4 separate regions of the Sus scrofa genome follow, and regions 2, 3 and 4 are each linked to region 1. The links are chromatin contacts, called in public HiChIP or PLAC-seq and promoter capture Hi-C maps. All regions are on one chromosome and are shown on one strand. Each heading gives the region's core, a stretch centred on a gene start, on an enhancer-like site or on the middle of the called end of the contact. The rest is flanking DNA. Distances are from core to core; before and after follow the strand shown. Region 1 holds the start of MDM1 (nuclear protein MDM1). Region 2 holds the start of SLC35E3 (solute carrier family 35 member E3). Region 3 holds the start of NUP107 (nuclear pore complex protein Nup107). Region 4 holds the start of MDM2 (MDM2 proto-oncogene).

Region 1 (6,854 bases), core at 3,302-5,801:
GCTACAAAGACAACTATCAATCACACTTTTGAGAGGAGAAATGGAATTTAAAACTCAGTTGAGATACACAAACAATAACTTTCAAACGTAGGATTTTTAAAAAGTGCAGTTTTTCAACATAAAATCTTTACTTTTGCTTTAAAGAAATACCAGAAGTTTGACCATAATTTTAAATTGGGTCACAATGTTCGAGTTATCCTAACACAAGCCACTGGAAGGGCAACGTGATGGACCTGGCAAGCCAGGTGGTATGTGTTGCCTTCGTTTCTAATTACTTTCCTGTGCTACTTAACAGAACAATGGGTCCTGGTACTGCCAAAATCTGGAACTTTTCACAAAGCTTCTCTTATGCAGAGCAGACCAAGATGAGAAGGGATGAGATGTCACTATGCTAGATCTTGGTTCTCCATTTGCCTTAAGTTCCTGAGAAGTAGAGAGAATAAGCCCTTTTAACAAGAACTAAGATACTATTTCTCTATATTTCTGTGGGGCAAGAAAATGTCCAAAAAACTTAACCTTCTAACCAGGTAAGAGGAGCTGTGTGGAACAACAGCCACTGAGACACTGTCCTAGTTTGGAGCCATTCTTTAAACAGAAAACTGTGCAGGGTGGAAAAGAAAGATTAAGACTAGAAGGGAAGGGAAGGTGGACAGACAATCTGGTGTAAAGTAAAACCAGAGTTCTTTAGCCTCTGTCATGGATGTTGTGGCCATTGAACAGAGGATCCCCACTCTTACAAAAGTCTCCCCTAGACGATGGTCTTCAAACTGGGTGCATATGCGTCTGAAGGCACATAAAAACATTCCAAGGGGGAAGCAGAAAAGGGCAGCTGAAGGGAATTTCTTTCCAGATCCAAACTTCTACACGTGCTACTTCCTGACACTGATCTGCCAAAGGGCTATGTCTGCCATCTGCAGTTTCTTCTCTCACCACTCCTTCCGTAAGCACCCCTTTCCAATTTCACAAGAGAAAAGACATGCCTCTCAATCACCCTATGGAATTTTAAAAAATATCATAGGAGGGGAGGAACACAGGAGGGACAGTTCAAGAAAGCACAACTCCTAAGAGAGAATATTTGTCAGCAAAGCAAAGAAGGCAGAGATTAGAAATAACAAAGGAATGGTGCCTTATTTCATCCAGCTCCACACCTTCTCCATCCACATATCTTAGAATTAAAATTTAGGTGTAAGGGAACCATCATGTGAAATGCATGTATGCATATTGACACATTTATTTGAACCAAAAAGTAAAGTTAGACTTTTTTCTCAGAGAAAATAATTCTAATTTACCTCATTAGCTTGCCATGAAGACTGACTTTAACCATTAAATGATGAATATTTACATTAACTGAGCTAAGTTGGCAGCTCCAGAGTCTTAACAAAATATATGTAAAATACATACACAAAATATTTGCTATGCCAGAAATTACATCCTTTGAAACTATTCATTACACTTAGGATTAAAAAATTAAACATCAACTTAAAAATGTGAAGCAATATAGAGACTTTCTAAATACTTTTAGCGGGTATGAAAGCAAAAAAGCTTGAAGACCACAGCCCTAGACATCTCTGTTTTAACACAAAGCAGGGCTGGTAGAAAAAGAGCAAAATGAAAAGAGAAGACTCTCAAGTGGTCCACCCTTGGCTCCCAGCACCACCAAAAACATGCTATAAGGAAAAATACACACAAAACGTCCAGCCAGTCCTAGGTTTGTACAGCTACTGTTCCTTGCTAGACTCCCACCTCTGTTTCTGAACAACCTGGAATTCTCACTCTGCCCCTCTCCTCTCCCTTACCTAATATTTCCTGTTAACATCCCTCCATCTGGACCACTCCTTCCTTCAAAATGTACCATACTCCAAAGTGGCTTTGCTTCCAGGGTCTCTCTTTATCACCCCTACCTCAAATGTAGCAAACTGAGCCAAAACATTATGGGGGCAACTATGTGGTTAACCAAGTCCCTAGTGTCATTATATCCCTCTTGGGCCTCAGTGGGCTGGCCACATTTTCAGAGATTTATTTTGGGATTCTTAATCTAATGGAGCCTCAAATTTGTGGAGTATTTGGTCATTTGGAAAGGATTATGAGCACCACCCTGCCCAAGATGCGGGGAAAGCCAGTCTTGGAAGCCAGGCTCTGGGCAAAGGATGCTGACACTTAAGAGGAATCCTAAAAGAATCACCCACTCTAGTCCGCTCTTCCCTTTGTTCCCCAAACCTAATCCTGGAAATATTGTCTAATTTCTCAATCTTGGCACCTCACTTGTAAGTCTTTCTTTTCTTGCCTTCAAACATCTAAGACTTGAGGAACTTATATACCACACATTCTGGCACATTCACACATGTCACAGGTAGGGCACCAAGCACTCATCTGCATATATGCACTGAGACACCCCTCCCAGCAGACCTATGTGAGAAGCTTCCCAAGTCCCACTTGATGAAACAGGCCCAATCTGCCCAAAGTCACACAGCAAATGTGGATTCAAACATAGCTTCATTCATTCAAAAGTAAGCTCTAGAGTGTGCCAAGGCCCTGTGTCATGTACTGGGTGGAAACAAAGTGGTGAAGTGAAGACTGGCAGGCAGAGCCCTGCTCTCAGAGATCTTAGATTATAGGGAGGGAGAATTAAGCAAGGACGTTGAATGGAGTCAGTCTGTCTTTTCCCCCCTCTACCATGCTCTGGGAAACCCTGGCTAAGGGCTCTGACTTCCTTGGGAGACAGGTAGGAAGCATGTGTGATGACAAGAATGGGGCCTCTAAGCAACACAGACTTGATTTCAAATCATGGTTCTGTCACTTACTAGCTGTGAACTTTGGACAAACTGCTTAACTAGCTAAGCTTCCATTCCACAAGACATTGGGAGGTCTCCTCCCACACTTGTGCACCCTCAGCTTTCATGTCTCAGCCCAAATATCACCTCCAAAAGTCTTCCCTGACCACTGACTCTAAAGTGTACTCTCTCCAACCCACCCCTCTTCCAAGTTATCACACCAGACTACAATTTTATATAACAACCTGAAATCCCCTGGTTTATTTAATAAGCTGTCTTCCCCCACAGTTAAGGGTTTTTGTCTGGTTCCAGGCTATATCCCCAGAAGCTTGGAATAGTCCCAGCCTACAGTACCCTCACAAAAAATATCTGTTAAACAAGTAAGTCAAACAGGCCAACTGAACAATGCTTCCTAATTTTTTAATAAATCATTTTGCATACTTAACCCCAATTAGTTGCTTGACTTACCTAATTGATCTGACCTAAGTCCGGCCCATGGGTACCTTCGCCCCACTGAGGGATTATAGGACTCTGACAAATATGACTTTTTCCACAGAAAGTTTCTCTGGTATTCACTCAACCCCTGTAATGCAAAGTACAATTTGAGGTCAAGGCAATTAATGAAAGTTGTTTTAGACATCAGTAAAAATAATTTCTGAACCTCTAAAAAGAGTTGAAAGACTTTAGATTGATAATTAAACACAGAAGAGCTCCTTAATAATAGCTAATATTTATCCAGCCCTGCAGTAGGCAGTTCATAGTGTTATATCCTTTAATCCTCACAATCACTTGAGGCAGATGCTACTAGGAATCTGAGGCTCAGCGCAGTTACCCCCTTGCTGCTGTCTGATGCCAAAGCCTGAGCTCTTGTCTGATAACGAGTGACAATCTAAATCCTCATCACTATAATTATCCTAATTACTCTATCCTCACCGAATACACAATATTATATATTATGTCTAGACCCTTTTGACGTTTTGTAAAGTCAACCAACAAAAGACAAATTTCCCTCCCATTCTGGATACAAACTCTCAAGATAAAAGAAGACAGGGTTTGTGGAATACTTGGGTCAACTGCTGTGTTGAAAGCTGCTTGACAGTTACTAGCTACCTGGTATTTCTAACAAACCTTAAACGCACAACTATGCATAATGTGTATTTCTTAAACTCTATCTAGTCAAGCTCTCATTTCTCAAGGCTTTAAAGGACATAGGCACTTTAAAGTTTTAAAAAGAAGTGGGGAGGAGTGCTAAATGCTAAGCCGTGACGTGGTCCACAGCTGTCCCAATCTGAAGTCACTTTAGTTCCCATTATAGAGCGCCCTCCTTCCATCTCCACGTCTCTTGAGTCCCCCGCCCCCCAAATAAATCTATCTCAAACCATCTAACTCTTCTACTCGGCAACTCGGAAGTGCGTGTGAGTGGAGATGGGGCTAGGCTAGAGGAGACGAGCCTCCTCCAGAGGATGGTGACAAGCAGGCTCGGGAGCAGGCAGGCTCTGCGGGGCCGAGGGGCACGGCCCAAAAAGCCATCGAGGCCCTGGCGCCCAGCACCCGCCCCGCCCCAACACCCCAAACAGTCTTCGGGCCCGGGACCCCGGCCTCACCTTGAAGCGCACCGGCATGTCGCCCGGCGGCTGAAGCCCCCGCCACTCCGACAGTTAACGGGACAAAAAGCCCCGAGGGGGCGGGGCGAAAACAGTAGGTTCCCTAGCAAAAGCCTCGGCCCGGCGTCCCCGACTACGCGCCGGCGCACTCGGCGCGTCCTTCCTTGAACCCTGTCGCTCTGCCTTTCCCCGCCCATTTTGCAGCCTAAGAACCAATAGAAGCTCGGAGAACCCGTGCCGTCATTAAGTTCGACCAATCAGTGCCCGAAAGGAGGAAGGGCCCCCCTCAACCGAATCCCGAGAGCTGATAGAGATGGCGGGCGGAAGGCCCGCCAATGAGGCTCTCGGAACCGAGGTGGGCGGGGCCCCGCGGGAGCTTCGTTCTGAGAAGAGGTCGATGGCGCCGGAGTTTGCGGCCTCCGCGCAGCAATGGGTCTGCCTGCCGCGGAGATGGGTGTGTCACCGGCTTCGCTGGGCTCAGGCTCTTACGTCATAAAACAAGAAGGTGTGTTCATATTTCCACCATGTATGACAGAATGGGATGTTTCTTTTTATGAAATGAAAATATTCAGGTCTGTTCTTCTGATATCAGTTCTGTAACAACCACGCTACCGTATTTACTGTCACATCAAAAGGAATAAGCCAGAAAATATAGGCAGACAGAAAAAAAAATTTTTTTTTTATTGAATCTTGAAAGACAAACTGCTGACTTCCAGTGATGTTCTTGCCTCCCACGACACCCACCTCAAGAGGTACATGTAGCTCCTAGAGTAGAAAACTTTTATTGATAAATGCTTGTGAGTCTTTACTTACGAAGCTTCAGCCTTGCCTCTCCTCTCACCCTTTTTTTATAAAATAAAATTCCACCTAATTTTTACAGACTTTTGCCATCATTATCAATAAATACTTCTTATTGATATACCAGTGACAGAAGGCTGTGTTGCCCTGACAATGGGAAAGAAATAAATTGTCCAGATAGTTCTCTAATATGCTTGGGAACAATGAACATACATTTATATACATTTATTTAGTGATAGTACAATGTATGTCATGTGCTAAATTTCCAAATGAGAGGTATAAATGATAAGGGCTATAGGGATTGGAGGAAGGAGGCATCCCTAAGAGCAGAGATGATTAGAAAAAGCCTCAGGAAGAAATATTCAGACTGAGCCTTAAAGATTAGAAGAACTAAAATAAGTAAAGAGGAAAATGAGGAGTTCCTGTCGTGGCTCAGTGGAAATGAATCTGACTAGTATTCATGAGGAGGCAGGTTTGATCCCTGGCCTTGCTCAGTGGGTTAAGGATCAGGTGTTGCCTTGAACTGTGGTGTAGGTCACAGACGCGGCGTGGATCCCCGCATTGCTGAGGCTGTGGTGTAGGCCAGCAGCTACAGCTCATATGGACCCGTAGCCTGGGAATCTCCATATGCTGTGGGTGTGGCCCTAAAAAGACAAAAAAAAAAAAAAAAAAAAAGGGAAAATGGGACAATCAAAAGTTAGATGTCTGAATGGAATGCTGCCAGGCTTCTTCCAGGAACAATGGATGCAGTTTCATTTTACTTTTTTCATTTGTTGACTGAAGAAAAGGATACCCTCTTGTAAACTTTTAAATATTAATACCAATCCTTGATGCTCTCCTTTAAGCACTTTCTACAGAGACCTGTCTTCTGAATCCTAATTGATGTCTCTGTTCTTCATCATTACTGAGATACTTAAAAATTCATTTGAAGGAGCCACCTGATATCTGAAACAAAGAGAATATTAAATCAGTCCCTATGCAGCCATGCATCTAGGGGGCCCTTGATAAATGTTAATTGGTGGTGACAGCATCTCTGTCGTGTAAATTAAGACTGGAACAAACAAGACACAGTGGAACATAAAACAAAAATCCTCTGCAGGATAGCAGCCTGGATCTTACAGGGTGGGAGAGACACAGCCCTGGTTGTACACACAGCTTTGTTACCACTTATTGCTAAGGTGAAATCAGTAAAAGCAAGTATGTAGAATGTGGCCTGCCTGCCAAACAAGGGCAATGATAACTGCTGAGCAAGGAACAAATGACAAGAAAACCAAACAGCAGATGGTAAAAAAAAAAAAATGACTTCGTCATGACTTAAGTTTGCTGAGATATGCTATAAGGACTCAAGGAAAAAGAATATTTTACTTTATTACTCATAACAAAATCCTGTTTATGAGCCAAAGATGTAGACATAAAAAAAAGGGCCTACCTCAGTAAATGAGAGTTTTGTAGCCTGTGTTTACCAGGTCCTACCACTCTGGGCTACTGCAGAAAACGGACCATACACAGTTCCACCTAGGTGTTCTGGGGAGTCCCTAGGAAGTGTCTCACATGTGCTTACAGTGACCACGTATAGTTTGCTTAGCAACACTGCCACTTCTCCCAATAACCACACATCTCTAGGTGTCCCTCTGCCTGCCACTAACATTTACTAGGGACTGAGTTACCATGGGGCACAGCA
Region 2 (6,678 bases), core at 2,097-4,596, 380 kb after region 1:
CATCCATTTGTCAAAAACCGTATGATAATAAGATTTGCACATTTAGGAGTTCCCACTGTGGCAATAGGATCAGTGGTGTCTCTGTAGGGCTGGGACACAGGTTTGATCACCAGCCCAGCACAGTGGGTTGAGGATCTAGCATTGCCTCAGCTGTGGTGTAGGTTACACCTGTGGCCCAGATCTGATTCCTAGCATAACTCCTTATGCTATGGGGCAGCCAAAAAGATTTGTATATTTGAAGAAATGCAAAATTACTATTTATAAAGTAAATAGAGGGGTGGGGAGTGAGTATCCTAAAACAGGACAGCTGTTGGTGAAGCCAGGTGATGGGTATGGGATTGGTCACCATACCATTTTAACCTTGCTTACATTTGGAATTTTTCATAATAAAAAGGAGGAAAAATGGACCGGAGCCAGAGAAATTTGGGTTTGAATCTTATTCTCACCTATTCTTGCTGCAAGATAACAACCCTGACTTTACAACGTCTGTGAGAATAAGGATAATAATCACATTTCAGGACAAGTAAGGATTAGGGCTTCTGTGCTTTGGCGAAGAAGGTATTTACATCAACTAAATCAGCTTGGAGAGGCACAGGTTCTCAAACAGTGGGAAACTGGATGAATGTCATAGGTGGGGTTAGGCTTATGAAGGCCTTGAATGGCAGGATTAGTAAACTTAATCCAACAGGCAGCTGGAATGCACTAGATACTTTTATATTTTACCCCAAATGTCAGAGTTCATATTTTAACTATTTTCAAATATTACAAGAAAAATAGAGGAATGATAGAAATATAATTTATCAGAGTTCCCATTGTGGTGCAGCGGAAATGAATCTGACTGATATCCATGAGGATGTGGGTTCAATCCCTGGCCTCGCTCTGTGGGTAGGGGATCTGGCATTCCCGTGAGCTGTGGTATAGATCACAGACACGGCTTGGATCCTGCATTGCTGTGGCTGTGGTGTAGGCCGGCAGCTGTAGCTCAGATTCGCTCCCTAGCCTGGGAACCTCCATATGCTGCAGGTGTCCCTATACATATATCATCATGCTTAGATTATCAGTCTACATCTGTACCCAGAAGGAGGTGATGAATTGAGTAGACTAAATGAAGGTAGACTAATTAAGGCACAGGCTCTTAACTTCGGAGCAGGTAAGGGTAAACATCTGGTACATCACTAAACAGTTGGGGTTCTGTAGACCCAGACTGGAAGAGAGGATGGCAATATATCATCAAATTGAAAAGCAGAATACTACTCAGCCATAAAAAAGAACAAAATAATGCCACTTGCAACAACATGGATGGAACTAGAGACTCTCATACTGAGTAAGCCAGAAAGAGAAAGACAAATACGATATGATATCACTTATATCTGGAATCTAATATATGGCACAAATGAAGCTTTCCACAGAAAAGAAAATCATGGACATGCAGAACAGACTTGTGGTTGCCCAGAGGGAGGGAAAGGGAGTGGGATGGATTGGGAGCTTGGGGTTAACAGATAGATGTAAACTATTGCTTTTGGAATGAATTAGCAATGAGATCCTGCCGTGTAGCACTGAGAACTATGTCTGGTCACTTATGATGGAGCATGATAATGGTGAAAAAAGAATATATACATGTATGTGTAACTGGGTCACCATGCTGTACAGTAGGAAAAAAAATCATATTGGGGAAAAAACAAAATACAAGAAACTTATAAAAAAAATTGAAAAGGCACCCACTACAGCAGGAATTGGTAGAATTTGGTGGCATGATAGGAAGAAAAGCATACTGGGAAGACTGTGTTAGGAAAGCTAGACTGTATGAGTCATTTTCTTTCTTTTTTTTTGTCTTTTTGCCTTTTCTAGGACCGCTCCTGCAGCATATGGAGGTTCCCAGGCTAGGGGTCCAATCAGAGCTGTAGCCACTGGCCTACACCACAGCCACAGCAACGTGGGATCCGAGCCGTATCTGCGAACTACACCACAGCTCACGGCAACGCCGGATCCTTAACCCACTGAGCAAGGGCAGGGACCGAACCTGCAACCTCATGGTTCCTAGTCGGATTCGTTAACCACTGCGCCACCACGGGAACTCCTGTATGAGTCATTTTCTTGGGGAACAACTTGACCATTTCTTCCTCTTAAAATTTACATCCGGTTCTGTGATTATACGTTTATAGGATCATATTTTGTTACAGAACACTTCTCATGGCTTATAATCTTTTTAGTATCAACTGTAATTGTTTAGTAACATCTATGAGAAAGGATCTGGTCTGGTTTTACTTGCCATTATCTCCCAAGTGCCAAATACAGCGCCTGGCACAAAGCAGGTGCTCAGTATTTGCATAATTCTTAAAGAGGAAATTAAAACTGTCAAGCAGACTAAGGCATTAAGGACAATGAAACGATTACTTTGTCCTGGAGACTGGGCAAATGTATTCTCTGGGGGGAAACTCACAGCTTTAAATTCATCTTTTAAAAATTTTTTAATTTTTAATTTTTTGGCTGCACCCACATACAGAAGTTCCCAAGCCGGGGATCAAGCTTGTGCCACAGCAGTGACAATGCCAGATCCTTAACCTGATGAGCCACAAGGGTACACCATTAAAATTTTTTTAAGTAAAAATAATGAACAAGACATTAGAGGGAGGAGTTCTCATTGTGGTACAGTGGGTTAAGGATCCAGCTAGCTCCCTGGCCTCCATGTGCTCTGGGCGTGGTGAAAGAGAGAGAGGAAGGAAGGAATTGGAAAATAGTCAAAATGAAAAAAATAATGAAACAAAATCAGAAATAATCTTTGAAAATAGATAGTTACCCCACAAGGCTAATCAAGGGACAATAAAACCCAAATGCATAATGTTTAGAATAAATAAAGTGATGCAACAACAGATGAAATTAGTTTTAAAATGTTAGACTGCTATATACAACTCTGACAAAATATATTAAAACGTTTAAGTAAAATGGACACTCTTAGGACAATAAGAAGCCAAACTTTGATTCGAGAAGAAAATCTGAATAGTTACTAACCATGACTAATATATGACAGCTCATTGTACTATATCTACCCTGGATGTTTGGATTTTTAAAATAAAATGTTTAAAAATATGCTTTCGGTAAGTAATGCTTTCCCCTGTCTGGTAAAGTCTAAATTTGCTCAGCACCAACGGTGTCTAGCAAGTCTACCTGACTGACACACGGGGAATGTCACACATCGAAAAACCGGTCCCAGAATGGCCTCACCAGGCTTTGGCAATCCGGAAAGGTACCAAGGTTGTAGTTCTCAGCACCCAGAGCTCAACGCGCCTGCGCAGGTAGTCGCCGCTCCGACCACTGTTCGAGGGCGGAAGCGCGGGCGCCCCGAGTCACGTGGCCGAGGACGGAAGGGGGCGGGGCGCGCGGGAAGTGCTGCCGCGTCCTCACTGACTGAATGGGCGGCGGCAGAGCGTGTGTGCACTGCTGAGGCTGCTGCTCGCTTGAGACCCAAAGGTTGCATGTCTCTACCCGGCTGGACAGTAAGGCCGGCGTCTGCGGAGACCCGGCAACATAGGAGGAGGGAAAAGGCAGCCAGAGACAGTCCCAGCGCCCCTTTCGGAGGTTGAAGGGCCCTAGCTTTCGTGGGGGTCATGGCATCGCTGGCGGACCGAGTGCGAGGCAACGGGCGCATCGCTGCCGGACTCCTGCTCAACCTGCTGGTGTCCATCTGCATCGTGTTCCTCAACAAATGGATCTATGTGCACCACGGCTTCCCCAACATGAGCCTGACCCTGGTGCACTTCGTGGTCACTTGGCTGGGCTTGTATGCCTGCCAGAAGCTGGACATCTTTGCCCCCAAAAGTCTGCCGCCTTCCAAGCTCCTCCTCCTGGCGCTCAGCTTCTGTGGCTTCGTGGTCTTCACCAATTTATCTCTGCAGAACAACACCATAGGCACCTATCAGCTGGCTAAGGCCATGACCACACCGGTGATCATAGTCATCCAGACCCTCTTCTACAAGAAAACCTTCTCTGTCAAAATACAGCTCACGCTGGTGAGTAGCTTCAGCTTGGCGAGGCACTCCTCCAACATCCTACCTCCTGGACTGTCTTTCTCCCCGGGAAATTCGAATGGTTAACCTTGAGCCACGCTCTTTCCCATGATCTTGAAATCCACACATGAGTCATCTCTGGGCATGTGAACTTAAGGCTTATATTGGAGAAGGTGGAGAAAAGCCATCTTGGCGCTCTATTGGGATTTTAGCCCATTAGAGTGTGCTTGTGTGAGTTTTAATAACTATGGTTTGATCCTTAAATGCTATGTATGATGGGTAAGAAAAGAAAGCTGTATGGAGTGGTGCAAATGAGTGTATCGGGTTCATTGCAAAAGCTCAAACTGAAAAACGTTTATAATAAACGTTAGAGGTTTAGCATAAAATGTCTCAGGGTATGTCTGCAGCGACGATCTGCAGAGGTTTCTACGTCTTTAAATAAAAGAAGATGGGCTAAAATAATTTCAGAACGTCATAACTTAGAATATTCAAAATCTTAATGCTTTTGTTATACGTTTTGGTTTATATATTCTTTAGACACTAGTTTTGGGGTCCTTCATTTTACTCCTCTCTGCACACATGTATTTTTTTCTTGCAATGTGCAATGCATTGACTCATAATTTTACCCGGAATTTTAAATAGAATTAAATGTGAATATAAATAAGAAATTTCCTATTTCACTTTGAAGAAATAAGATTTTCAAATGGAAAAAAAATTTATAGAAGTTCATTGTTTCCTAGGGATGTTTTCGTGATTAACCTTGTAAGACTTGGTGAAAGGGATACTAATTTTATGTCTCATGAATTTAATCTGAACACATTTACCTCTTTTTCTTTACAGATTCCTATAACTTTAGGTGTAATCCTAAATTCTTATTACGATGTGAAGTTTAATTTCCTTGGAATGGTGTTTGCTGCTCTTGGTGTTTTAGTTACATCCCTTTATCAAGTGGTTGGTAATTTTTTTTTCTTTATGTGCCTTTTTAGCAGATTGCATAAATTTTGAAGCTGTATCCCAAGGTTTAAAAATACAGTATAGAGACAATAGACTGTTGGAAAGAAAGCATAATTGCATAAATTGTCTGACTCAAGGTGAAGAGAAGAAAGGAGACAGAGAAACTTGGGTGTAGGATGCTCATCAAGTGCCTCCCTACCTGTTTGTAAGTGTATGACACCCATGCTTAACAGTCTGGGTTTGGGGTGATGTTATATTATTTTCTGGGACATCTTTACAGAATGAGTAGTAAGACTTTTTCCTTGAGGATGGAGTTCATTGGTTATATTTGTCATTCACTCTTTAATTATGACATTACTGTGAAGGAGTGAGTACATGTTCAAAACTTTGAAGAGGAAAGGAAACTTTCACATTTATAAATCTTTGCCTCAAAAATATGCTGCCGTTACAGCTTGTATATTGCTTCTAATCATTTGTCTCTGTCAGTATTTTATGGGTATTTCATTTCGTGCACTAACACGGTGCCTTGCCTGTAGGAGGCATTTATTGGAAATTTATACGTAGATTCACTTACTTCATTACCATAAAGTCTCAACAAGTATTTTTGTCTGTCTGTTTCTTATACAGGGCGGGGGGGGGGAGGATAATGGACAGGGTAGGGTACAGTGAAACAGTATTTTCTCTATACTGAAAACCTTGGACTAGACATTTCTGATGTGCTTGCATGGGGAATCGGAGCCAAAACGTGTAGCCAGTTTTACTTTTTTCACAACCATCCCCTGGTTATAAACCAAGGTGTTCTTGTTATGCATGTTAGGAGTTTAATTTTAAATTTAGCCTTAGCATCTTAAATATTCCGGTCCTGGTCACTTCAGAAGCACTTCAGGTGAGCTTTGAGGGCATGGAGGCCTGAGGGTCACCACCATTCCAGGCCCTTCTGTGTCAAAGACTCACAGCTGCCCAGAGAGGCTGCTGAAGCAAGGGAGGGGCGTGCGTACACCCTCCACATTCATCTTTGCTCCCTGCGCCACCGCCCCAAGCCAAAGAATCAATTCTTTGTCTTTCGTAGTTATAGAAGACTCTTACTGAGGCTGGCTTCAGATTTCCTGCTCTTCTATTTTTGTCTTGGTGAATTTCTATCAACTTTGAGTTCATGTAACAGGATATCCAGACCTACAGGGAAAAGAATTATATAGGAGCATTTATTCAAAAGCCTGGCTGTTCTTGCCAGGTCTTATTCAGGGATAGTCCTGTCAAGCTTTCTTTAAAGCCTCCTTTTTAGTTATATTTGTGAAGCATTTTGAGGACCGATGGGATTTGAGGCTTTGGGGTGTTGGTCTTTTAGGGTTTGTGATTATCTGATTTATTGAGTGAGGTATATTGGTGGGGGGTTATCCACAGAAAAGTCAGCCATGAAGAGGAAAGTTCCAGGAGTTCCTTTTGTGATTCAGTAGTTAACGAACCCAGCTAGCAACCATGAGGATGCAGGGTCGATCCTGGCCTCGCTCAGTGGTTTGGGGATCCCGCATTGCCATGAGCTGTGGTGTAGGTCGCAGACATGGCTCGGATCCCTCGTTGCTGTGGCTGTGGTGTAGGCCAGCAGCTGTAGCTCAGATTCAGCCTCTAGCCTGGGAACCTCCATATGCTACAGGTGTGGCCCTAAAAAAAAAAAAAAAAAAAAAAAAAAAGGAACGTTCTTTCTGCTGTTGATTGGGTTTTC
Region 3 (6,147 bases), core at 1,435-3,934, 320 kb after region 1:
GGGGTTGAATCTGAGCTGTAGCCACCGGCCTACGCCAGAGCCACAGCAACGTGGGATCCGAGCCGCATCTGCAACCTACACCACAGCTCATGGCAACGCCGGATCGTTAACCCACTGAGCAAGGGCAGGGACCGAACCCGCAACCTCATGGTTCCTAGTTGGATTCGTTAACCACTGCGCCACGACGGGAACTCCTCAGATGATTTTTGATGACAGTCTCTCATGTGGTTGTGGTCAGATATAGTTAATGGGATCATAGAATTCTTTAATTTTCTCCATTTGCCTCTATTTTCTTATCTTTCTGTCATAGTTACATCTGCTGGATCTATACTAAGAAAACCGCTAACCAGCTATTTATAATATACCAAACAGAAGTGTGACTGAGAAGGGACGTTAAAAAACAAAACAAAACAAAACAAAAAAACCTGCTTCCTGAAATGTTTTTTAAAATGTTTACTATAAGGAGTTTCCATCGTGGCTCAGCAGTTAACAAACCCGACTAGGCTCCATGAGGACGCAGGTTTGATCCCTGGCCTCCTTCACTGGGTTAAGGATTCGGCATTGCCGTGAGCTGTGGTGTAGGTTGCAGATGCAGCTTGGATCCCGCGTTGCTGTGGCTCTGGCATAGGCCGGTGGCTACGGCTCCGATTAGACTCCTGCCTGGGAACCTCCATATGCCGCAGGAGCGGCCCTAGAAAAGGCAAAAAAAAAAAAAAAAAAAAAAAAAAAAAAGGAGTGGAAGACTTCTGTCGCGGCTCAGTGGTAAGAACCTGACTAGTATCTATGAGGACACAGGTTCAATCCCTGGCCTCGATCAGTGGGATAAGGATCCATCCGGTGTTGCCCTGAGCAGATGCGGCTTGGATCTGGCATTGCTGTGGCTGTGGCATAGGTTGGCAGGGGTAGCTCTGATTCTATCCGTAGCCTGGGAAGTTACATATGCCGCAGGCGCGGTCCTAAAAAGAGGTTAAATAAATAAAAATAAATGTCGTGGAGGAGGAAAAACATAATGATGTTTGATTTCCTCAGCTGTTAGGGGTGAGGGAGAGGAAAAGTTCCTCCAAATCCAGTAGTTCAAGTCTGAGTGCTTTGGGGATGGCTAAATCCCCGGTCTTTAGTTCCTGAACAAGTCTGCTTTCCCAAGCTTTTCCCACCAGCTTCTTAATTCCATGAGCTCAGTGATGGGCTTCTAGTCAATTTCCCTTTGCTTAAGTTAGCCCTAGTGAATTTCTGTCACTGAAAAGAAGAACCCTAATATTAAAGCTAGAATGTGTATGATATGCATCACACAAGGAATTCATTGCACATAATTCTAAGGCAATAAAATGAATATATCTTGATACATTTAAGGGTAGTAAGGTGTTTATGCTTGGTAATCATGTCAAAATGAACCTCAGCGCACTTTTCCACAAGTATTCTCTCTTTTCACTTGAATTAAACACCGAGTTAATGCCCCAAACTGCTCTTCCCTTTTATTGTGTGCCTTACACACTTCAAGTATATTATATGAATAAAACATATTGGATGAGATCCTACTGTATAACTCAGGGAACTATATCCAATCTCTTGGGATAGACCATGATGGAAGATTAATATAAGAAAAAGAATATATATGTATGTATGACTGGGTCACTTTGCTGCATAGTAGAGATTGGCACGTTGTAAATCAACTAAAAATTAAACACACAAACAAACATTGGAATTCATTTGCCAGAGGACACAAAGCAAGAACCTGAAACACTGGTTCATAGTTTGAATAAACCTGCCTCTGGCCCTGACCAAAAACCATTAAGACCACATTTCAGTTTCCATAAAAGAACAAATGCTCTTTTGTACAAGGAAATTCATAGATGGAAAAAAAACAAGAGAGCACTTGGTGGGGGGGATCAAGCTGTTATTGGAAGAGGAGAAAATTAACATTTCGATGAGTGCTGTATGCAATGCACATTGGACATCGCTTCTTAATCCTCCCAAGAACTCAGTGATAAAGGCGTTATCTCCTTTCCACAGATGAGAAATATGCGGCTCAGGGGTTCTGAGCCTAGCTGGAGCCCAAAGCCACGTTTTCTTAAAACCCCACGTCGTCTCAGCGGGAATTAGGTATGAAGACGTCTTCCTGGGAACTACGTTTCCCAGGATTAGAGCATAATGTAAATGCCTTTCGCCAAACTTCCACTGATTCAGGGCCAGAATATATTACCTTTTGCCTATCCGGCACTTTGAAATAGAAGGCAATACCATCATCTTTCATGCTTTTTAAGACAAGTGATTCTTTTTTCTTTAATGGGGAAAAATAGCAAGTGAAGAACAAATAGCCATTGTAGAAAACAATTTCAAAACCTGTAGGGGGTTTACACTACAGTTCAAACAAAATGAGTACAAGAAGAGAGAGACACGGACCCCCGAGGTGTAGAGCAGAGCCTGCACATCTCAATTCCAAATCTGGGCTGTTTCTCGTAGAGAATACCAGGAAATGACTTCACGTTTTTCTGAACTATCAATACAAGTCAAGTATCCCAGTAGGAGAACCCTACTTCTGGACCACGCCCACAAATGCCAATCAGGCAAAGGGGCGGCCGAGCAGCGCCACTAAACCCGGTCAGGTCCCGCCTCCTGCCCCGCCCCTGGCCCTGCCCGGCTGAGCCCGGCTGGGTCGACCACAAGATACACCTTTGCGCCTGCGCAAACCGAACCGCCTGCCCCTGGCAAAAAGAAATTGCGCATGCGCCAAAGGGGAGAGCTGGTTTTTTGTTTTTTTTTTTTTTCTCCCCGCCCGCTACTCAACTCTTTTCCTACAGCGGCTTAGCGAGGCTATGCTTCCGGGTCAAAGGGTTTGCTTCCGGAGAGCGGGAAGGCCGAAACGCGGCGGCTAGGTTGGATCTGAGTTTATAAGCTTCTCGTTGGAAAAGGCCGTGGCCATGGACAGGTTAGTTCTGGTGATGACGGCTGGGCTCGGACACTTGTCTCTCCCCGTTGGAGGAACGAAATGGGTGAAACCCGACTCCCGGAGGAAACCGAGGAAGGCCCGGATGCTGACCCGGGACTTCTTTTCTGGGCTGGGGGACTACAGCTGATGGAAGAAAGGCTGCCTAGGTCTGGGAGGGATAAGGATAATGATAATCCCCTGCGTTTCCGCTTGACTCCACCATCTGTTCACTTTCGCGCAACAGTTTTCCCTCCTGGGGTGGGCGGGGTAGGAGGTGGCCCGGCCTTCGAGATGCTATTACCTGCCGGAGATCACAAAGCCAGTCAGTGACGGAACTGGGATCTCAGCCCAGACCTTCTCATTACAAGTTGCAGCATCACATAGTTAACTGTATTGAGTTCTTTCTGTGACACTGGCTCTATGCTAGGCACCTGCGACAAAGATGAGTTATTTAAGCTTTTTGGCCTTGGAGAATGCGTAGTGGAGGAGACAACCGAGCGGTACAAAGTGGTGTTTTTGGTACTGCTCTTTGGGAAGAGAAATGAGGGAGCACGGAAGTCTCCCTGTCCTGGAAGGTATGCGGAAGACCTCTCAAAGGAGATAACTTTCTAGTTGGTCTTTGAATAACATTAGCCTACAATGAGTACGCTTTAAATGTTTTATTAGCTAATCTCCCTAACAATCCTATGAGGATAGTTACTGCGATCCTCTTTTCATAGGTAGCACTGGGGCTAAAAGAGGTTAAGGAACTTGGTCAAAGTTAGGAAGCTAACAGATAAGAGAACCAAGACACCAACCTAGATCTGTGTGTGTCCAGACTCCAGGAGGCTGTTTGATAAGTAAATATTCACCAGGTAGACCAAGGAGACAAATGTAGGCCTCTGTAAGAGAAATAATACGTACAAAAGTGTAAGGATATGAAAGGATAGTTGAATGGTCACATTCACTGTAGCTTTGTATGGGAGTGATGTTTGTGGCTGAATATAAGCCTGAACTGGTAAGCTGGAATCAAATTGTAAAAACTGTGCTTGAAAGTTTGAATTTGATTCTGTAGGCCACAGATAGCTATCTGAAGATTTTAAGTAGAGGAAATGCATATTAGAGTCTTAAGATACAGGTCTCATAATTCGCACAATATTTTTAGACTTTGGGTGGAGAATGACAGGGGCGTTGTGACTACAGTAGCGCTGTACTCTTAGTGTACTCTGGGGAGAAATAACTCGAAGGGTCATTCTCTCCACTTTACTAGAATTCTTTTTCACTTAGCCTCCCAAGTCACCAGCTCAAATAGTTGTACCCATGGTTTGGAGTATTCTAGAGACAACAGAAAATCCCTTTAAGAGATAGTTCCTTCAATTTTAGGGACCTCCTCAAGCCAATAAGAAAAGATTTACCTAAAAAAAAAAAAGAAAAAAAAAAGATTTACCTTCATGAAGCAATTATCTTTTTTTTTAAAGTTTTGATCACTGTTTTAGATATTTTATTGCTAATTTATTTTTTACTACTCAATGAATTATTTTACATTTATAGTTGTACGACGATCGCAATTATCTAAAACAGTGTTATAATCTAGATTAGATTCCAAGTGTTAATAATTCCGTAGGAGAAAATAACAAGTGCTAGAAAGTCAAAGAAGTCTTTTTACAAGTAAAATATGAGCAGGACTCTGAAGGATAAGCAGGATTTGGAGCCAGAAGGGTATTGTCAACACAAATATCAAAGACTTGAGAATTGTCTTGTGGGGCAGTGCATTGAAGATCCAGCATTGTTTCTGTTTTGGCACGAGTTTGATCCCTATCTTGGGAACTTCCACATGTCCCAGGCCTGACCAAAAAGAAAAAAAAAATCAAAGACTTGGCTACTGAGGTGATCTACACCTTGACTGACTCAGGGTCTTTTGCTCCAATCATGACGATAATGTGTTTTTGCAAATACTACATTCTCATTTCATTCACATGAACTTGATTATGCAATTTTAGGAGTGGCTTTGGAGAGATGTTATCCCCTGTGATCCGGGAGGCAGAGGTGACTCGGACTGCACGCAAACAGAGTGCCCAAAAAAGAGTTTTAAGTATCCTTTGCATTTTAAGCATCAGAATAAAAATTGCAACTTGTTTGGAATTAGAATTAATAGAATTTTATTTTTATGAGAGATATTAAGCACTAGCTATAGTAATAAAATGCTGTGGAAAATAGGTTTGGTTTTGTTTCTTTAACTCCCCACATATGTTATTTGGTAAATATAATGCTGAAATTCAGTGGAATTCATATTTCCCTGAAAATAGGAATGTTCCATTCTACTGCTATCATATTGTGATTAACTTCTGCTGAAATTAGATTGTTTTTTTATTTTTTATTTTTATTTTTTAATTTTTAAAAATTTATTTTATTTTATTTTTTGTCTTTTTGCCATTTCTAGGGCCGCTTCTGTGGCATATGGAGGTTCCCAGGCTAGGGGTCGAATCAGAGCTGTAGCCGCCAGCCTACACCAGAGCCACAGCAACGCGGGATCCGAGCCACTTCTGAGACCTACACCAACAGCTCACGGCAACGCCGGATCATTAACCCACTGAGCAAGGGCAGGGACCGAACCCTCAACCTCATGGTTCCTAGTCAGATTTGTTAACCACTATGCCACGACGGGAACTCCTAGATTGTTTTTTTATTATTTGAAATCTCTTAGTTCAATGTGTAGAAATCTAAGACTCATAACTATGAATTTAAATGGGAAAGGGAATTGTTTGTTCTTTGCACAGGAACAATGTTAGCCATAAAATAGCATGTTCTTAAAAATTGTAATTTACATACTTTGTTTAGTCTAAATATGGTTCATTCCAACTTTAATGGTGTCTTTTCTACATGGAAAACTTTACTTAACTTTTTCCTATAGTTCGGGCATCCCAAGATGAAATTTTTACTAATACTACACCAAGAAACCAGGTTATTCCCCGAACTCCCAGCTCATTTCGACCACCTTGTAAGTTGTTTTGCTTTTAAGGCATTTAATAATAATAATAATAATAGCATCTCATTCTCTTTGGCTACAGTATCAATAATTAAGAACAAATAATGATTGCAGTTACTCTTTGTTGAACTCTTACCATGTGTGAGACACTGTACTTACATAGATACATAATAACTATGACATGGTATTATCTTTGTTTTGCCAAAACTGAAAGTGAGACTTAGAGAAACTGATTCCTACAAATAACATAGCTACT
Region 4 (6,554 bases), core at 2,614-5,113, 430 kb after region 1:
TCGGATTCGTTAACCACTGAGTCACAACAGGAACTCCTATGAAATGTAGTTCTTAAATAATGATTTGAAAGTAAAAATGACTCCTTGATCCATGGACTGCATGCAGGATGGATGTTGTGTTAGCAGGCATGGAAACAGCATGAATCTGATTGTACATCTCCATCAGAGTTCTTAGGTGACCAGGTGCTTCGTCAATAAGCAGTAGTGTTTGGAAAGGAATCTTTTTTTCTGAGCAGCAGCTCTCAACAGTGGGCTGAAAATATTTAGTAAACCAATTTTGTGCCTTTTTAGGGCCACACCTGCAGTTTATGGACATTCCTGGTCTAGGGGTCCAATTGGAGCTACCGCTGCAGGCCTACACCACAGCCTTGGCAACACTGGATCCTTAACCCACTGAGTGAGGCCAGGGATCAAACACACATCTTCATGGATACTGGTTGGGTTCTTAACCTGCTGAGCCACAATGTGAACTCCTCAGTAAACCATTCTGTAAGCAGACGTGCTGTCATCTAGGCACTGCTGTTCCCTTTATAGAGCACAAGCAGAGTAGATGAGCATAAATCTGAAGGAGTCTAGGAATCTTGGAATGGTAAATGAGAATTGGCTTCAAATTCAGGTCAACAGCTGCATAATAACTCCTAGCAAGAGATCCAGCCTGTCCTTTGAAGCTTCGAAGGCAGGCATTGGCTTCTCCTCTCTGGCTATGAAAGTCCTAGATGGCATCTTCTTCCAATAGAATGCTGTCTTGTCTGTGCTGAAAAATCTGTTGTTTGGTGTAATTACCTTCATTAATGATCTTAGCTAGATCTTCTGGATAACTTGTTGGAATGTCTGCATCAGCACTTGCTGCTTCACCTTGCACTTTTATATTTTGGAGATGGTTTCTTTCCTTCAACCTCAGGAACTAACCTCTGCCAGCCTCAAACTTTTCTTCTGCAACTTTTTTTTTTTTTGGTCTTTTTAGGGCCGCACCCTCGGCATATAGAAGTTCCCAGACTAGGGGTCTAATTGGAGTTGTAGCTGCCAGCCTATGCCACAGCCACAGCAACAGGGGATCCAAGCCGCGTCTGCGGCCTCCACCACAGCTCACGGCAACGCTGGATCCTTAATCTACTGAGCGAGGCCAGGGATTGAACCACATCTTCATGGATAGTAGTCAGATTTGTTTCCCCTGAACCACAACGGGAACGCCTCATCAGGTTTTTTAAGCATGGAGCCAGCCATGACTTTGATAGTTCTGTCTCCTGCCTGCACTTCAATTCCACATTTTCTACCACTGAACTCTTTGTTCTGTGGTTCATCATCCAAAACTCAGCAACTTGCTCAACTTTTCATTTCCTCCAGACTTTTGGTCAGCAATATCATTATTCTCTTTGGCTAGAAATTTAGTGTCATCCTGCCAGGTTTTGGGACAGCAGAGTATGACCCCTTGTTCACCCATAGGGGCCTTGGGAAGTGCTTGGTACTCTCAGTAAATTTTCACTATCAGTTCCTTGAAAGATAGATTTCTTGCCTCATCCATCTCTTCCCCCAACACTCTAAATCCCATCACTCTTCCTTCATTTCTGCCTTTCATTTCTGGTTTCCTTAGAAAAGGACTAATCCTATCCATTCTGTCCTTTGTTTCTCCTCTACTAATTCTGCCAAGAGGATTTTTTCAAAACAGGGCCAAAGAGAAGGGGGAAAGTTGGTCCAGAGGAGGCTGGCCAGACTTCTTATAAATTTGCTCATGGTGGTGCCGTTAACAACAGTTTCAAGCAATTTTACCTGCATATATCCTCCCCCTCTGTCCACTGCCTACACTGTCCAAAGCCCAGATTCCTTTGCTTGACTTTTCTTTCTTTTTTTTTGCTTTTTAGGGCCATACCTGCCGCATATGGAAGTTGTTCCCCGGTTAGGAGTCAAATCAGAGCCACAGCTGCAGGCCTACACCACAGCCACAGCAGTGTGGGATCCGAGCTGCGTCTGCAACCTACACCACAGCTCACGGCATGGCCGGATCCCCCACCCACTGAGCAAAGCCAGGGATCGAACCTGCATCCTCATGGATACTAGTCGGATTCATTTCTGCTGCACCACAACAGGAACGCCTCCTTTGCTTGAAATTTAAGGAACCTCAATTTCTTATTTTTTTTTTTCTTTTTCTTGGTTTTTATGCAAGTCAAACTTACTTCCTCTTTTTCAAACAGCCCTTTACTTTTTTGCTTCTGGACTTTTTGGGTAATATTTTTCTTGTGCCTGGAATATTCTCCTCTGTCTTAAATTGTCTTACTATCCTTCAAGGCACAAGATATTGTCTGATTCTCTCTGAGACTCTTGTGAACTGCCCAGATATTTGCTGAGCAACTCTGTTTTTGAAATCGTATAGCACATAACTAACTGCTCCTTCCAAGTTGCATAATTTATCTTTTCATGCTATTTTCTCCATTTCTTGAGATTTTCTTTTATCCTGCGGCAAGCATACCCTTTTACAACCAGAAACCTCACTATATTTGATCTGATATTTTTTTGAGCTAAACCAGATCCCTGAAGATAAGATTAGCAATTAAATTAATCAATTAAGTGACCACTATGTTTAAGGAAGATTCCTTTCTAGTAGGCTAGGGCATGGAAGAAGGGAAAGATACACTATTTTTAATGGCCCCACCCCCAGCATATGAAATTCCCCTGCCAGGGATTGAATCAGAGCTAGCCATAGCTGTGGCATCCCAGGATCTTTTAACTCACTTGGGCAAAGGGTGGGGGCATTGAACCCGAGCCTGGGCAGAGACCACAGCTGCTGTAGTCAGACTCTTAACCCATGTGCCATAGAGGGAACTCCAGGAAAGATAATTTTATTAAACAATTCCTCCTTCATAAAGAACTCACTTTTTCCTGGCCCAAAAAGAAGCTGTTCTTTGCAGTGACTGCTTTTTGGGTTGTACCAGCTCAATTCTCGTGTCCTGGCTCATTTCGGAGACTGCTACACCTATGTGCCAAAAGTGGCAAGTAAGTGAGTCAGTACTGAGTGCCTAATATATAAATAGATTTTTTTTTTTTTGCTTTTTAGGACCACATCTGTGGCATATAGATGTTCCCAGGTTAGGGGTCGAATGGGAGCTGCTGCAGCTGCCGGCCTACACCACAGCCACAGCAATGCCAAATCTGAGCCACCTCTTTGATCTACACCACAGCTCAAGGCAATGCTGGATCCTTAACCCACTGAGGCCAGGGATTGAACCTGCATCCTCATGGATAATAGGTTTGGTATGGCTGAGCCAGCACAGGAACTCCTAAATGCCTAAATAGATATTTTTAATGGGAGTGAATGCATACATTATATAAACAAACCTAAATATTCTAAACGCTTAAAGTAGAAAGTGACCCTTCTTTATCTCCCGCCCCTTCTGTAACGGTAACCACGAGTCTTATTCCTCCGGCTAGAATATTGAATACATCCCTGAGCAAGCCCATATTGTGCTATTTTTAATCATACTTTTAAAAAAGTTTTGAAATAGGTCATTTTTATACAACTCCAGCAGCTGGCGGTGCGGGCTTAATATATCACACAGCTGTTAAATTTGGTTTCTTTTTCGGTAGCAGCACTTAGATACCCATCTGCCTGAGTTTCCACCGCAGTGGGGAGGTGTAAACACACGAAATACAAAAATAGCAGAAGGATAGTCTCAAGCTTGGCGCGCGGAACCAGGTGGTGGCGGGAAAGACCAGGGCGGAGCTCAACCCAAGGGAACTCGCCCCTCTCCAGCTGCCCAGGCCGAGCGCCGAGCTTCAGAACCGCCCCCTTCTCCAGGCAGCCCGCCCCAGCCCCGCCCTCAGTGGGCGGAGGCGGTGGAACCTTGACGCGCGCGCAAACGGCCGGATGGGCCGCGGCTTCCGGCGCGCTGGGCTCGGACAGTAGGGGGCGCGCAGCTGGCGCACTTCAGCCAGCTCGGCACCTTCTGGGGCCTGTGCGGCTCGGTGTGACTGGAAAGAAAATGGAGCAAGAAGCCTAGGCCGAGGGGTAGCCCTCACCCCTCTGATCGAGGTCCTGCCGCTTACGCCGCCAGGAGCCTCCTTCCCCGGACCTAGTGCGTTCGAGTGCCCCGGTGGCCTGGGCCTCGCGAGTGGAATGGTAGCCGAGGCCCAGGGCCTCGGGTTTCGGGGCACCCCGTGAAGGGAACTGGGGAACCTCGCGGGACTCCCCCCGACTCCAGGAGCGGAAAACCCCAGCGAGCTGCAGGTATCGACCTGGAAGCGTGTGGGCAGTTCTGGGTTTGCTCTGTGACTTGGGTCTTCCGACTCGCTCTCGTCCCTCGCCTCTGTCCGCACGGCGCCTTTGTGCATTTCGTGGTGGGGGGCTCGGGGCACGTGGGTGTGTGAAGGTTTTGTTGGAAGGGGCCGAGGACGGCGTCGCTGGGGAGGTGGGCGGGGTTTCGGGCCGGCGCTCCTAGCGGGCGGGGGGAGCGGGGGGGGGCTGGGAGGGGGGCTCCGCCGACAGCTGGGATAAAGGTCACGTGTGCGGGGGGCGCTGCCTGGCGGCCGGCAGCTTCCCGGCCGGGGGTCAAAGTAATGACAGGTGCCTGTTCGGTAGCTCGTATGAACCGGGAGCTGAGTCTGGGCGAGACTGGGCTGGTTCTGTGGGCAGGTTGACTCAGCTTTTCCTGTTGGGCTGGTCAAGTTCGGACAAGTTCCTAAGTCTGCAGTAGAAGGAGCTAAGCCCTGACTTGTCTCCAGTTGGGGCTATTTAAACCGTGCCTTTCCCCAGCTGTATTCAGTGGCTGTTGGAGAGCGATACCTGTGGTCTTCAACGCGTAGCAAGTACTTTATGCTGATCCAGGTGAGGACCCACTTGCTAAGGGCTTTACTTTGAGTAAAGCATTATGTGTCTCCTTTTTATATGATTTTTGTCTTTTTTCACAGGTGTTTCATTATTTCAAGTTTTTATCGTGTTTTTTTTTTTTCCCTATTCTTAGGCAAATGTGCAATACCAACATGTCTGTGTCCACTGATGGTGCTGTAAGCACCTCACAGATTCCAGCTTCGGAACAGGAGACCCTGGTTGGTATTTTTGTCTCCAGTGTAACGTCAAAAGTTTTTTTTTTTTAAATCTTATAAGGTGATTAGCTAAATTCCATAGACCCAATGACAGCCTGGCTCTTTAGGTAAAATTGCGGTACATTGCTTAAGTTCTGCCACTCAGGCATAGTTGTCAAGCAAAAGTTAACTGTCAGACTCAGTATTTATCTTCTTGGCTTTTTACCACACTGGATTTAGAAGTTAGTTTCATTACATTCTTAAGCATGGATGCTGAAGTTGTTTATTTTTTGAGGGATATTTTTTTTCTATTTTGACCTATCAGTATTTAACTTTTAAAATGGTTTCTAAAAGTCACAGAAATAATTCATGCTTGTGAAGATACAGGCATTACAGGAAAGTGCAGTGTAAAAACTGAAAATTCCAGTCTTCTCTTTTGACCATGTCTCCTTTTTAGATCTTTTTTGTGTGCATACCCATGTAATATATGCACATATGAGTTTTAATCTGTGTTCTTTATGTTTTACTATAATGGGATTAAAGGTGTTTGGCAAATAGCATCTATTATCAGTAAGTAAACTCTGCAGAATTTTTTTTAACAGCTGTATGCTAATCCGTAGTATTAGTATGTCATTTTAAAATTTATGATCGATTTTAAATTGCCTTTAGTTGTTTTTTGTTTGTTTGTTTTTGTCTTCCCATTGGCATATGGTGTTCCTAGGCCAGAGATCAGATCTGAGCTTCAGCTGCAGCCTGTGCCACAGCTGGGGAAATGCCAGATCCTTAATCCACTGTGCCAGGCCAGGCTGGGGATGGAACCTGCATCCTAGTGCTCCTGAGATGCGTCTGATCCTGTTGCACGCCACATTGGGAACTCCCACCTTTAGTTTTTGATGATTACAGATAGTGCTGCTTTGCGCATGTCTTTAACACAAGTGTTATGTGAATATTTCTGTCAGAGAGACTTTTATACACATAGAACTCCTGGGTCCTAATTGTACACATTTCATTGCTGCTGATAACATGCTAACCAAAAGATTGTAATAGTTTTCCCCCCTCTGCCAAAATTGGATATTATCACTTTATTATTACTTTGCCTTTTTTGGGGCAAAAGATATTATATCATTGTTTAAGTTTGTATTTCCCTAATCTCTGGTGAGGTTGGGCATCTTGTCATTTGTTTCTTTTGGGATTTGTGTCTTATTCACTCTTTTCTTTTAGGCGTATTTTTTTCTTAGTAATTTGTATTCTCTGTGTTTCAAGTGTATTTAATTTATATCATTTACAAATGTTGTAATTAAACTTTGCTTATGTGGTCTTTTTCTCATTGAGAACATTTTTATAAAGTCAAGTTTGACTTTTGTTGGCTTTTAAAATTTCATATCATGCTTTGGAAGAACTCTCATACCAAGATTATACAAATATATTACTCTATTCTAATATTTAAGGTTTTTACATCTAGGTCTTTTCTCATCTGGAATTTTTTGTTGTTGTTCTTAAATGTAAGATTAAGAATGGTATTCTTGGAGTTCCCATCGTGG

What was found. Promoter capture Hi-C pulls out the DNA fragments that hold promoters and counts their contacts. HiChIP or PLAC-seq counts read pairs in DNA pulled down with a chosen protein or histone mark.
Region 2: a promoter capture Hi-C map of fetal liver shows a contact between it and region 1, with 3 times the contacts expected there. The contact joins the promoter of SLC35E3 here to the promoter of MDM1 in region 1. A contact is called at or near these places in 2 of 5 promoter capture datasets (fetal liver and liver) and 2 of 2 datasets of contacts at active chromatin or transcription factors (alveolar macrophages and skeletal muscle).
Region 3: an H3K27ac HiChIP or PLAC-seq map of alveolar macrophages shows a contact between it and region 1. The contact joins the promoter of NUP107 here to the promoter of MDM1 in region 1. A contact is called at or near these places in 2 of 5 promoter capture datasets (fetal liver and liver) and 2 of 2 datasets of contacts at active chromatin or transcription factors (alveolar macrophages and skeletal muscle).
Region 4: a contact with region 1 is called in an H3K27ac HiChIP or PLAC-seq map of alveolar macrophages. The contact joins the promoter of MDM2 here to the promoter of MDM1 in region 1. A contact is called at or near these places in 1 of 5 promoter capture datasets (liver) and 2 of 2 datasets of contacts at active chromatin or transcription factors (alveolar macrophages and skeletal muscle).

Annotation. Positions count from the first base shown.
Region 1 is chr5:32,669,073-32,675,926 of Sscrofa11.1, forward strand. MDM1 (nuclear protein MDM1) reads right to left here and starts at 4,552. Exons shown (of 16, transcript XM_013997708.2): 1 at 4,376-4,552; 2 at 3,240-3,354. The coding sequence starts at 4,393. It overlaps LOC102164628 (a long non-coding RNA gene), which reads left to right and starts at 4,758. Exons shown (of 4, transcript XR_002344013.1): 1 at 4,758-4,880. It overlaps LOC102164543 (a long non-coding RNA gene), which reads right to left. Exons shown (of 3, transcript XR_002344012.1): 3 at 5,826-6,118.
Region 2 is chr5:33,045,847-33,052,524 of Sscrofa11.1, forward strand. It overlaps SLC35E3 (solute carrier family 35 member E3), which reads left to right and starts at 3,347. Exons shown (of 5, transcript XM_003126366.4): 1 at 3,347-4,007; 2 at 4,845-4,955. The coding sequence starts at 3,606.
Region 3 is chr5:32,986,977-32,993,123 of Sscrofa11.1, forward strand. NUP107 (nuclear pore complex protein Nup107) reads left to right here and starts at 2,685. Exons shown (of 28, transcript XM_021091969.1): 1 at 2,685-2,926; 2 at 4,906-4,997; 3 at 5,817-5,903. The coding sequence starts at 2,919.
Region 4 is chr5:33,101,855-33,108,408 of Sscrofa11.1, forward strand. MDM2 (MDM2 proto-oncogene) reads left to right here and starts at 3,864. Exons shown (of 11, transcript NM_001105303.1): 1 at 3,864-4,219; 2 at 4,953-5,037. The coding sequence starts at 4,957.